Linked DNA regions of Danio rerio: region 2 is linked to region 1. Evidence: chromatin contacts called from public HiCAR-type data. All regions are on one chromosome and are shown on one strand. The core of a region is the stretch at or near the end of the contact, and the rest is flanking DNA. Distances in the headings are between cores, read along the strand shown.

Region 1 (5,762 bases), core at 49-2,548:
AAATCTGGCACAAAAGGCATTCATCTGGCACTGGCACAGAGTATGTGGGTCAAACATGGCCCTGGTTTGGCAGAGGTGGCACCGTCTTTAAGAAGGCACATAACCCACATAGCAAAATTTCTCTGGCCCAGCTCTGGCCCACACAATCAGGTTTTGCTTGGCCCACATGCCGCAGTGAATTACAATGGTACATGATTGGACCAAATCTGGCTTCCAGACAAGGGACAAACATGGACCATATCTGGGCCAAGTCTCAGCCAAGTTAATAACTCATAACTAGGCCTGAACTGGGCCAGATAGGTTGGTGTGTCACGATTGCAATTAAATTGATAAACCCATGGAGTGATGCGCTTTAGGCACACTATGGGCACGCTTTTTCTCAAAGTGACCTGATTGGTAGAATTTTTTTTTCTTTACTCAAAAATGATTTTAGTGTATTTTAAATGTGGGTCAAGACTGGCCAAACTCAAATGGCCCACTTATCAAATTATTTAATCTGGGCCAAATACTACGTTTTTCATCTGGCCCAAATCTTGTGTGCCGCCTTAAAGACGGTGCCACCTCTGCCAAACCCGGGCCATGTTTGGCCCAGATGCTGTAAGCCAGTGCCGGATGAATGCCTGCTGTGCCAGCTTTATGCCAAATCTGGGCCAGAATTCTTTGCTACTAGGGAATACTTGAGCCAGATGTTAAATGTATTATTTGGCCCAGATGTTAATAGTTGATATGAGGGCCATGTAAGTTTGACCTATCTTGACCCACATTTAAAATATGTTTTTATTTTTTTCAGAAAAAGAAAAAAAGTTTACCAATCAGGTCACTTCGAGAAAAAGCACACTAATTGCATGCCTACAATGATCCATGGGTTTATCAATTTCATTGCAGTTGTGACACACCAACATATCTGGCCCAGTTCAGGCTCAGTTATGAATTATTAACTTGGCTGAGACTCGGCCCAGATCTGGTCCATGTTTGTCCTTTGTCTGGAAGCCAGATTTGGTCCAATCATGTGCCATTATTCACTATGGCATGTGGGCCAAGCAAAGGCTGATTGTGTGAGCCAGAGCTGGGCCAGAGATATTTTGCAATGTGAGAAGACTTTTGATACAAATTATAAACCAATGACAAAATACTAGTTTGCATTTAAAATAATTGTATCAGAAATACTGCCCATGCCTGGGGATACTGTGTGTCAATTATCTAAAAACTGTCTCAAAATGTATCAAGATTAATGACAGGCGCTTTATGTTTGAGTTAAACTCTGACACTAGATGGCAGTGTTGTTTTCTCTGATCGTGAACTCTGACAGGAGACCATTGATTATCTGTCTGTGTGTGTCTATCATTCAGCGCTCATCTCTAGCATAGGATTCATTCGACTAGAAGAATGTGAAATCATTGTTTCCATCTACCTGACTGACATAGAGTGTTCATAAAGATACAACACATTAAAGCCAATGGGACAACACAGACATACACCCGTGGGAGTTCAGTTGGTGAGTTACTCCTGTCTGGTCTTTTTTTCTTTCTTTTTCTCTTTTTTTTTTTTCAAATGTCAGTCTTCAGATGTCTCTCTGGCTGTTAGCTTCTACAACTGATGAAAGCCAGACTAAAAAAAAAAAAAAAAAACAGCAGAGACCAAACAGTGGGAGAGAAAGATATTGAGAGATAATGTTAGGTCTTGATAGAGGGGATAGGGTGACGATTTGTTAGATAAAGAGGCACTGAGGGCTGCTGGGAGCCTGTATTAGGATGAGCGGCTCAGTGTCTTGTCTTCCTCAGCTGTCGCATACTCTGCTCTGAGGAGGATGTAAAACTTTCAGAGGTCTCCTACCGTGATGTAATAGTGTGTCATGAAAAAAGGAGACAACTTTATTCCTGCACACATACACACACATTTGTGCGGATTTAATGAATAATTTAGTTTTGTTCTATTAGAACAAATAAATCAAATTAAATAATAAATTCTGTCTGTTAAATCCAGACATATATTAACTTTATTACATTACATTAAATTAACCCAATGTGTTGAAATTACTATACCTTCTAATCTTCTTTTTATTATCAGTACAATTAATGTATTATTGATCTGAGAAATTAAAATGAAATCCAAGACTTTATATGAATAAAAGCATTTATCTATATGTAATGAAAACAAGATTACAAAATAAGGTTAAAGAAAATAAAGAATTTATGTAGGATCCAAAAACAACAACAAAGCAAACAACCAAGCAAATTATTACAGCAAGCCAAAAAAAGCTGAATAATTAAAAGAAAGCTTACAGAAATAAGTAAAAATAAATAAATAAATACAAATAATAAATAAATACAATTCATATGTTGATTTTCATATAAATTATTTAAATAAATAAATAAATCAATAAATAAAACATATAGTTCTAATGTGAGATAAAAAGTTTGCAGATAAACAATGTAAAAGCAAACACAAATTATATGTGCATGTTTAACTTAAAACATAATACATTTAACTGTAGTGTATACTGAGCAGAAATCTTTCTTTCAAGAGTTCACACTTAGCTGAGGATTGATTGTCAAGCTTGTTTGGCATGCTGTCCCAGGAGAGAGCCCTGAGCTCATAAGATCCGCAAGCCCGGGGCTCCCTCCCATTTGCAAGGCCAGAGGGGAGTTTGAGTTCAGGTAGATCTCAAGAACTCCCCTGCTGTAGTAGCTAATTAACAGATAGTGATTGCTCTTAAGAGATAACTACTTACTAGGAGCATGTCTATGGTGCTAATTTGGATTAGTCAATTAACTTAATTTGCATGTTTTTGGGGTGGTGGGAGGAAACCAGGAAACATGGGGAAAACCCATGTGAGCACAGAGAGAATGTGTAAACTCCGCACAGAAACATTGGCTGGCTTGGTAAGGACTAGAACCAGTGACGTTTTTGCAATGTGGCAACAGTGCTAACCACTGGGCCACAATGTAGAGGTCTGCATAAATTTCTGTATAAATCGCGGGAGCGGTCGGTAACAGGTTTAATTTGGGATGGGAGCGGGCTGTCTAGCAATATCGCGTATATTGCTATGCGAATGAGAGAGAGAGAGAGAGAGAGCTTTGCCTGTGTGTGTGCTTGGTGCTTGTGTGTGTTAGTGCGCGCGCGCGTATGAGAGAGAGAGAGAGAGAGCTTTGTCTGTGTGTGTGTGCTTGGTGCTGTGTGTGTGTTTATACAGACAGCTTGGCCGTCTGGACTGTATAGCTGGGTTATTTTCGGTTTTGTTCTGCCCCGCTCTTTAGCGGGATCGGGCGTGGCGGGCAGAAAACGGGGCGGGAAAATACAAGCGGGAGCGGTCGGGTTCGGGCTAAAACCTGGCGGGTGCGGGCGGGATTCAAAATTTAGTTCTGCGCAGATCTCTACCACAATGCCACCCACCTTTGACAGATATAAAAAATTAAATATTACATTTTTATATAAATATTATATGTATATATATATATATATATATATATATATATACACACACACACACACACACACACACACACACACACACACACACACACACACACACACACACACACACACATACATACTTACATACATATATATATATATATATATATATATATATATATATATATATATATATATATATGTGTGTGTGTGTGTGTGTGTGTGTGTGTGTGTGTGTGTGTGTGTGTGTGTGAATGTGTATATATATATTTGCTTTTTTAAGGTTAATGTTATGAGCTCCCTTAAGCAATACTTTTTAAGCAATAAGCTTTACCTAATTACCCAAACTTGCCCAGTTAATCCTTTAAATGTAAAAATTATCAAAGATAAAAGATTTAATGGCAAAGATAAAAGAAAACCTATCATGTTTAGAAATGTGAAAAAAAAATATTTCCGTTAAACAGAAATTGGGGAAAAAATATAGATGGGGCTTATAATTCAGGAGGGTTACTAATACTGACATCAACTGTATACAAATATTTATTTATGTATTTGATGTTGAAATATGGATAGTAAAACTCAGCTGGTCATCAAACACCCTCGGGTTCCTGGTCTGGTTGACTCATGCAGTCCTCCAAACATCTCATCACATCTGTTTCACCCTCACATCTCTGCTATCATGGACTCCGGCAGATCAGGACTCTTTCCCTCTGATGCTTGTCTCCCGAAATCAATCCAAGAATCCCTCATCTGTTCCTGAGACCTGAGGAAGGGCAGGAAACATGATCAGTTGAGGTCATCTGTAAATATTGACATATTAGAGCAATGAAGGCATGTATTAGATCAGGGGTTCCCAGCTGGTTTTGCTTCAGGACGTGCATATATGCAGTTTGCTTTTTGCATTTAGTGACCTATTAAATGAGTAGTTCACACTGGATTTGCACCTGCATTAAAAAACAAAACAAAACAAAACACAGATTTAAAAAAGAGAGCAGTTACATCTAAATATATTTTCAGCAGCCGAACATCATAAATGCATGAAACTCATGACATCAAATGTTTGTCTTGTTCATGTTAATTCGTTTCAACCCAGCCTCATTCTGAAAACATACAGCTATATACACTTCTGGAGAGCATCGAATTTGTCCCATGCAGGGGGTTCGTTTTATGCAGTTTCTGTTTTATATAGCTACTGGTAACTGAGTAAAGTCTTCCATACGGTGGTAAACGGTCAGCTGATAAGCATAAAGTGGAACGGCGTTATACCACCCTATAGTGTTTGTTTTAATGATGAAATGCAGCCATGTAGCTCAGATACGTAGCTCTAGCTACATAATTTGTGATTTCCAGAAATGTCCATAGGGGGACGTTTTCAGAATGAACCTATGTTGGTTAGTTTTGTTCCAAACCTGTGTGACTTCTTTGATGCTGTGTTCACACCAGACACGGAACGTGCGGAAAAATCACGCTATTCGCGCGTAAAAAGCCGCGTGAACATTTGAGTTTACTCGCTTCATACGTGCGTTAAACCCCGATTCATTCACGTGTCAAATTCACATCAGAACAGACGCGGATTCGCGTGATGCGCAGGGCTTCTGTCTACCCGAAGACTCTAGCTTCATAGCTAAATGGCTAACATAGATTTTATGAAGAAAATAACAGTGTTTATGTGCTTTATGAAGACTGAAAAACAGCATCGATACATTTAGGGTCGTGTCTGAGTCCACTACATTCTTTCAGAGGTGCATCCAGCTCTGTGAGCTCATAAACTCCTCCAGAAACTGAACCTGGATGACGGAGGCTTTCAGCGGTGCTTCTGACTGAGCCAAGCCGAGTTTGATGAACTGTTATCGGTGAAGACTGGAGGATTTCCCTCGGAACACCAACAACAGGTTCTACGTCACAATCACGCCCCCACAAGAGCAAGCTTCTGATTGGTTAACGCGGCGCGAATGTACGCTGAAGTTCAGATTTTCGAAATCGAAAGATTCACGCGAAACGCTCGTTAAGCTCGTCAAACGCGCAAAACGCTCAATTCGCCCCGCGCCATTCGCACAAATTGCGTAATTTGCGCTGCGCCATTCGCGCGTATCGCGCCGCAGGATGTCTATTCGCGCGTTTGCATTGACTTAACATGTAAATCACTCGCGCTTGACGCGCGTGCCGCGTCTGGTGTGAAAGCAGCATTAAACAGAATAGCTGACATTCATTAATTTTCTTTTCGGCTTAGTCACTTTATTAGTCCAGGTTCGCCACAGCGGAATGAACCGCCAACCTATCCAGCACATGTTTTACACAGCAGATGCCCTTCCAGCTGCAACCCATCTCTGGGAACACTCATTCACACT
Region 2 (5,983 bases), core at 2,287-4,786, 390 kb after region 1:
TGCATCACGTTACATTCACAACAGAGAAAACTACAATTTAATATTGTTTTTTTTTTTTTTTTTTTTTTTGCAGCCTGAATTAAATCTGCATCAGTGATTATGCAACCTGATTGTTTTGACTTTGTCATTTTTTTATGTAATGAGCTGACACAGACCGATAAATCAATGCTGTAATTATAGATATGCTCAATAACTCCCAGAACTCTGTGCTGTTCCTCCCTTGTGTTTCTGTGCGGTGCTCATGTGTCACTGTTTCAGACATTATTAATGCTGCTTCGTATATTTGTGGAATAGATTCATAGGATTCTTTGGTGAAAAGAAAATTTAAAATGATGGCTTTTATTTGATATAACTGTTACACTGAAAATACAGTTCAGATGCAAAAACCTCCAAGTGCCATCTGAGATTTTCTTCTAAAATGAAATTTTTCTAACAGTAGGCTTTTGTATGTAGGTTCAGTAATTTCACATTTATGGCAAAAATTATTTTTTATTCTTTATTGCCTGTAATGTGAAATAACTAATCATAAACAAGAGGCTGAGAAAGAGAGAGTTGAACACTTTTAGCTTAGCTTAGGATAAATCATTAAATCAGATTAGATCATGGGTGCCCAAACTTTTTCCTTTAAAGGGCCAAAAACCAAACTAGATTGAGGACTGTGGGCTGAATATATACCCATCCGTATTACAATAAATTTGCCAAGGGGAATTTTAGAATTAAAGGGACTAATCAAATGATGAATGAATAAATGCTTTAATGAGCAGAATAGGCTTATTTTTCATATTTGTGTACTGCACTACCTGATTTGCATCTCTCTCTCTTTCTCTCTCTCTCTCTTTGTGTGTAGAGTAATAGCTCGGAGCGGCGTGTGGCCCTGGATGTGGATTTATGGGATAAGTTTAGCGAACTCTCCACAAAGTGTATCATAAAGACAGTGGAGTTTGCTAAGCAGCTGCCAGGGTTCACCACCCTTACCATCGCAGACCAGATCACCCTGCTGAAGGCCGCCTGCCTCGACATACTGGTGAGAACAAGCCCAGATCTGCACACTCAAAGGTCAAAGCTAAAGGGTGCATTGGTTAAACACCTTAGGACTTTTCAAGGTTGTAAGTTCAAACCTTACAGGCTCTCCTTTGTGAAAAAAGATCACTTATTGTATGGAATGTGCATTCATAGTGAAATCTAAATCTTTTAAGCTTTCTGTTTATTGCAGATTAGGAAAACAAATAATAGAAAGATAAGTACACCTAATTTACTTTAAATTCTTCGACTGATGTATATTAATAGTATTTTGTTGTGTTTGACAAAAGCAAATTGAATGTATTGATTTTATATCTAGTGTATTACTTGACTTTGTATATAAATATATATAATTTATATGCATTATAAATGCTTATGTATTATTTCAGTAGAAATAACATAATTTTTGTATATTATATTATATTATATTATATTATATTATATTATATTATATTATATTATATTATATTATATTATATTATATTATATTATATTATATTTGGGGCTGTTTTAACTCATTCATTTAGTTATGGGGGAAAATGTCATTAAACAAAATAACTGGATATTTCTGTATTATTATAATTTTAATTTGTCAACATTTATTTACCGCATATAACACTTTACAATATGGGCCACCTAGTTAAAGTTAGATTTTGTATTTACTAACGTGAACAATGCTTGTACAGAATTTACTAACCATAGTTCAATGTTTAGTAATGCATTATCATGAACTAACAATGAACTACTGTATTTTCAATTACCAATATTTACAAAAATGAATTAATACTTTGATAAATGTGCTGTTTGTTGTTTATTCATGTTAGTAATTACATTAACTACATGTCCCATATTTTAGTGTTACCATTTTTTTATTTTTTTTTTTATTTTGGTACATAAATGATAAACATCCAAATTTACCCTGTATTATATTATATTATATTATATTATATTATATTATATTATATTATATTATATTATATTATATTATATTATATTATATTATATTATATTATATTATATTATATTTTATTATAATATATTATATTATATTATATTATATTATATTATATTATATTATATTATATAAGACTATCTTATATAATATTATATTATATTAGACTATATTATGTTATATTTTAATATATTTGACTATATTATATTATTTTATCTTATCTTATCTTATCTTATCTTATCTTATCTTATCTTATCTTATATTATATTGTATTATATTATATTATATTATATTATATTATATAAGACTATCTTATATAATATTATATTATATTAGACTATATTATGTTATACTTTAATATATTTGACTATATTATATTATTTTATCTTATCTTATCTTATCTTATCTTATCTTATCTTATCTTATATTATATTATATTGTATTATATTATATTATATTATATTATATTATATTATATTTAGAGCTATCAATTTCAGCTCATTAATTGAATTAATTTAATTAAAATAAAATGCTATTTTTATATTAGTAAAAAGAAATGTCTTAATTTACTTTCCTTTGTGTCAGTTTAAAGCTGTTCAAATATATTATTTTGTGGTTCATAAATGATGAAAACCAAAATGTCTCAGAACTGCAATAAATATACCAAAATACCAATAAAAAAATTCTTAGAAAAAAACAAATCGATTAGATTTCGCTTAAGTTTAAAGACTACAGATTAAATCAGGAGTGACCAACCCTGATCCTAGAGCTCTACCTTCCTGCAGATTTCAGTTGCAACCCATATCAAACACACTTACCTGTACTTATGAAGGGTTTTTCAGGTCCTAAGTAATTGGTTCAGGTGTGTTTGATCAGGGTTGGAGCAGAACTTTAGAGGACCAAAGTCATTTGGAGCACCCCTGGATTAAATTATAGATTATATATTAATTTTAAGCATGCTATTTCTTGTCTACACGACTTTAAAAAAAAAATAAAAAATCTTAATTCTTTTTTAGAAATGTTGTTGATCTATGTTCGATCATCACTGTGTCTCTGCCAGTTAAAAATGGTGCTGTAAGTCTCCCTTGTGTTTCTGTGTTTTAGATTCTGAGGATCTGCACCCGCTACACGCCCGAGCAGGACACCATGACGTTCTCTGATGGTTTAACACTCAACCGAACACAGATGCACAACGCAGGCTTCGGTCCGCTAACAGACCTGGTGTTCGCTTTCGCTAATCAGCTACTACCGCTAGAGATGGATGACGCTGAGACGGGACTGCTCAGTGCTATATGTCTGCTGTGTGGAGGTACACAGACACACACTTTAACACAGATATGGGTTGTTATAAAATATACTTACATATAGTTGTGTTTTTATAAGACTAAATAGCATGCTATGCTTTTATACTTGTGTACATTGTATTTTGTATGCCTTTTTGAAACTGTAGACCTCGTGGTGCAGTTTAGTGGGTGGTGGGGCATTTTCTGAATACATGAATGTCATGTAAACAGTCTAACATACTGTGCCAGTGTTATATAATGGAGTTTTATATGCATATCAATATCTATTGATACGTGGCGGTCTAGTGCCTCACAGTGTTTGGTGGCGGTATTGCATTCAAACTCTTTACAGTGATGCATTTTGGTTATATATAAAAAAAATACAGTTTCTCTAGATCAGGGGTCTAAAACACAAATTGGCAGGGGGCCATATCAGTGACCGCTTTAATATTCAAGCACAACAAAAAAGTGGAAACCTGATGTAATTGATGCACTCAGATATTCTTCCCCAGAGTATCAAAGCTCCTTCTTTTTGTTTCTTATTGTACTGTATATGTTGAAGGGGTAGTTTAAATTACAATGAAAATACTACTAATTAATATTATTAATTATTATTCTGTCCGAGTCAGTTGTTGCTTGAAAAATCTTGAAAAATATCTAGTCAAATATTACTTGCTGTGTTCATGGCGAAGATAAGATCAATCAGTTATAAGAGATGAGTTATTAAAACTATTATGTTCGAAATGTGTTGACAAAAATCTTCTCTCTGTTAAACAAAAGTGGCGGAAAAAATCAACTGGGGGGCAAATAATTCTGACTTTAACTGTATATAATAGAACGAATATTAACATTTACTCAAAGCCAAATTAATGAATCTAGCATATCTCTAGAAACAAATTATTCTCATAAGAAAGAACGATAATTCATTACACATTTATTGCATATGGTTTCCACATCTACATGTTATCATTTACAACTATTTTATTTTTGCATAAAATGACAATTAGTCAAGTTTCCTAGTGATGGGTTGCAGATGGAAGAGCATCCGCTGCGTACAACATATGCTGGATAAGTTGAGGGTTCATTCCGCTGTGGCAACTCCATATTAATAAAGGGATAAAGCCGAAAAGAAAATGAATGAATGTATGAAAATTAGTCAAAAATGACAAACATGTTTCTATTTTTACAGAATAAAGTTTAACTTATATTTAGGATATTTGCAATATATATATATTGTATCTCTAATAACTGATTTATTTTATCTTTGCCATCATAACAATAAATCATATTTGACTAGATATTTTTCAAGACACTTCTATACAGCTTAAAGTGACATTTAAAGGCTTAACTAGGTTAATTAGATTAACTAGGCCGGTTAGGTTAATTAGGCAAGTTATTGTATAATGATGGTTTGCTCTGTAGGCTATCGAAAAATATATTGCTTAATGGGGCTAATAATATTGACCTTAAAGTGTTTATTATTCTAGCCGAAATAAAACAAATTAGATTTTTTTTCAAAAGAAAAAATATTATCTGACATACTGTGAAAATTTCCTTGCTCTGTTAAACATCATTTGGGAAATATTTAAAAAAGAAAAAGCTCTAATCGGAGGCTAATAATTCTGACTTCGACTGTAGGTCGGATAGCATTTCTTCACATTTTCAATTTAAAAACATTGCAGTTTCTTTGACAGTTGGTCAGATTAACACATATTTTCATTGGATGTGATTGACATCATGTTTTCCCAACACAAATCAATTAACTTCATAATTTAAGTAGATTTACACATATTAAGTTAAACTTAAAACTTCAAAAATTGTAATAATAAATAAATTTAACTGATTTTAAATAAGTAGTTTGAACAAACAGCAAAATAATTTTTAGCTCAGGATTGCCTCATCAACTTTTGCAAATATCTTAAATATAAGTTAAACTTTATTCTGTAAAAATAGATGAAACATGTTTGTCATTTTTGACTAATTGTCATTTTACGCAAAAAAAAAAAAAAAATTAAAATGTAAACGATAACATATGTTGATGTGAAAACCATATTTACAGTGCTCAGCGTAATTGATAAAACCCTATTTTGAAAATTAATATTTTTCTCCTTTTCTTAGTGAACATAGGCAATGTATTTTGGTACATTTAAACAAAACAGATTTATTAAACAGATATATTTATTAAAATAATATTTTAGCCACCAAATATATTTAGAAATTAAACGATAATGCAACAAAATATAGGTAAAATATTGAAAAAATAAATTACAACCTACAAAATTTCTACTAAATTTTTCTATTTTCTTGCTTCTTTTCATTTGTCTTTTTAAAATTTATATGAATTATTTTTCTATAACATAAATTTGGTTTTACTCGTTTTTGGACCGTTATCGTTAGTTATTTTGTTAGACAAGCTCTAGATTTGGCTTCAGTACTGACCAATCTAATGTATATGCACGAAAATAATATTGAATAGCATCCAACTAAAAATATTAATTTAAAAGAGAGATTTATCAGGGGTGTACTTATATATCCCTGTACTGTTACAAATGCAAAAAATGTGTAATGAATGATTGTTCTTACTTAAAGAATTAGTAATTAATAACGAATGATCCCTCTGGTAAAGTGTAACCTTAAATGCTGACATGAATTTATAAATAATTTGTAATTGAAATAATATTTTAGTATATAAATTGTTGTATAAAGTATATACTTTAATTTTATTTAT

What was found. HiCAR-type assays count read pairs that join an accessible place to other places.
Region 2: a HiCAR-type map of caudal fin shows a contact between it and region 1, with 14 times the contacts expected there. The contact joins two enhancer-like sites. A contact is called at or near these places in 4 of 18 Hi-C or Micro-C datasets (caudal fin, embryo, hematopoietic stem cells and 1 more) and 1 of 4 datasets of contacts at active chromatin or transcription factors (caudal fin).

What each region holds. Positions count from the first base shown.
Region 1 is chr12:11,318,878-11,324,639 of GRCz12tu, forward strand. No RefSeq gene overlaps it. Among named protein-coding and RNA genes, the nearest start is that of top2a, 61 kb to the left of the region's middle. Within about 2 kb of position 1,299, at least 6 of the 62 cell types and tissues checked have an H3K27ac peak or open chromatin away from gene starts, as enhancers often do.
Region 2 is chr12:11,702,700-11,708,682 of GRCz12tu, forward strand. It overlaps raraa (retinoic acid receptor, alpha a), which reads left to right. Exons shown (of 8, transcript NM_131406.2): 5 at 848-1,024; 6 at 3,077-3,281. Among named protein-coding and RNA genes, the nearest start is that of vps35l, 17 kb to the right of the region's middle. Within about 2 kb of position 3,537, at least 12 of the 62 cell types and tissues checked have an H3K27ac peak or open chromatin away from gene starts, as enhancers often do.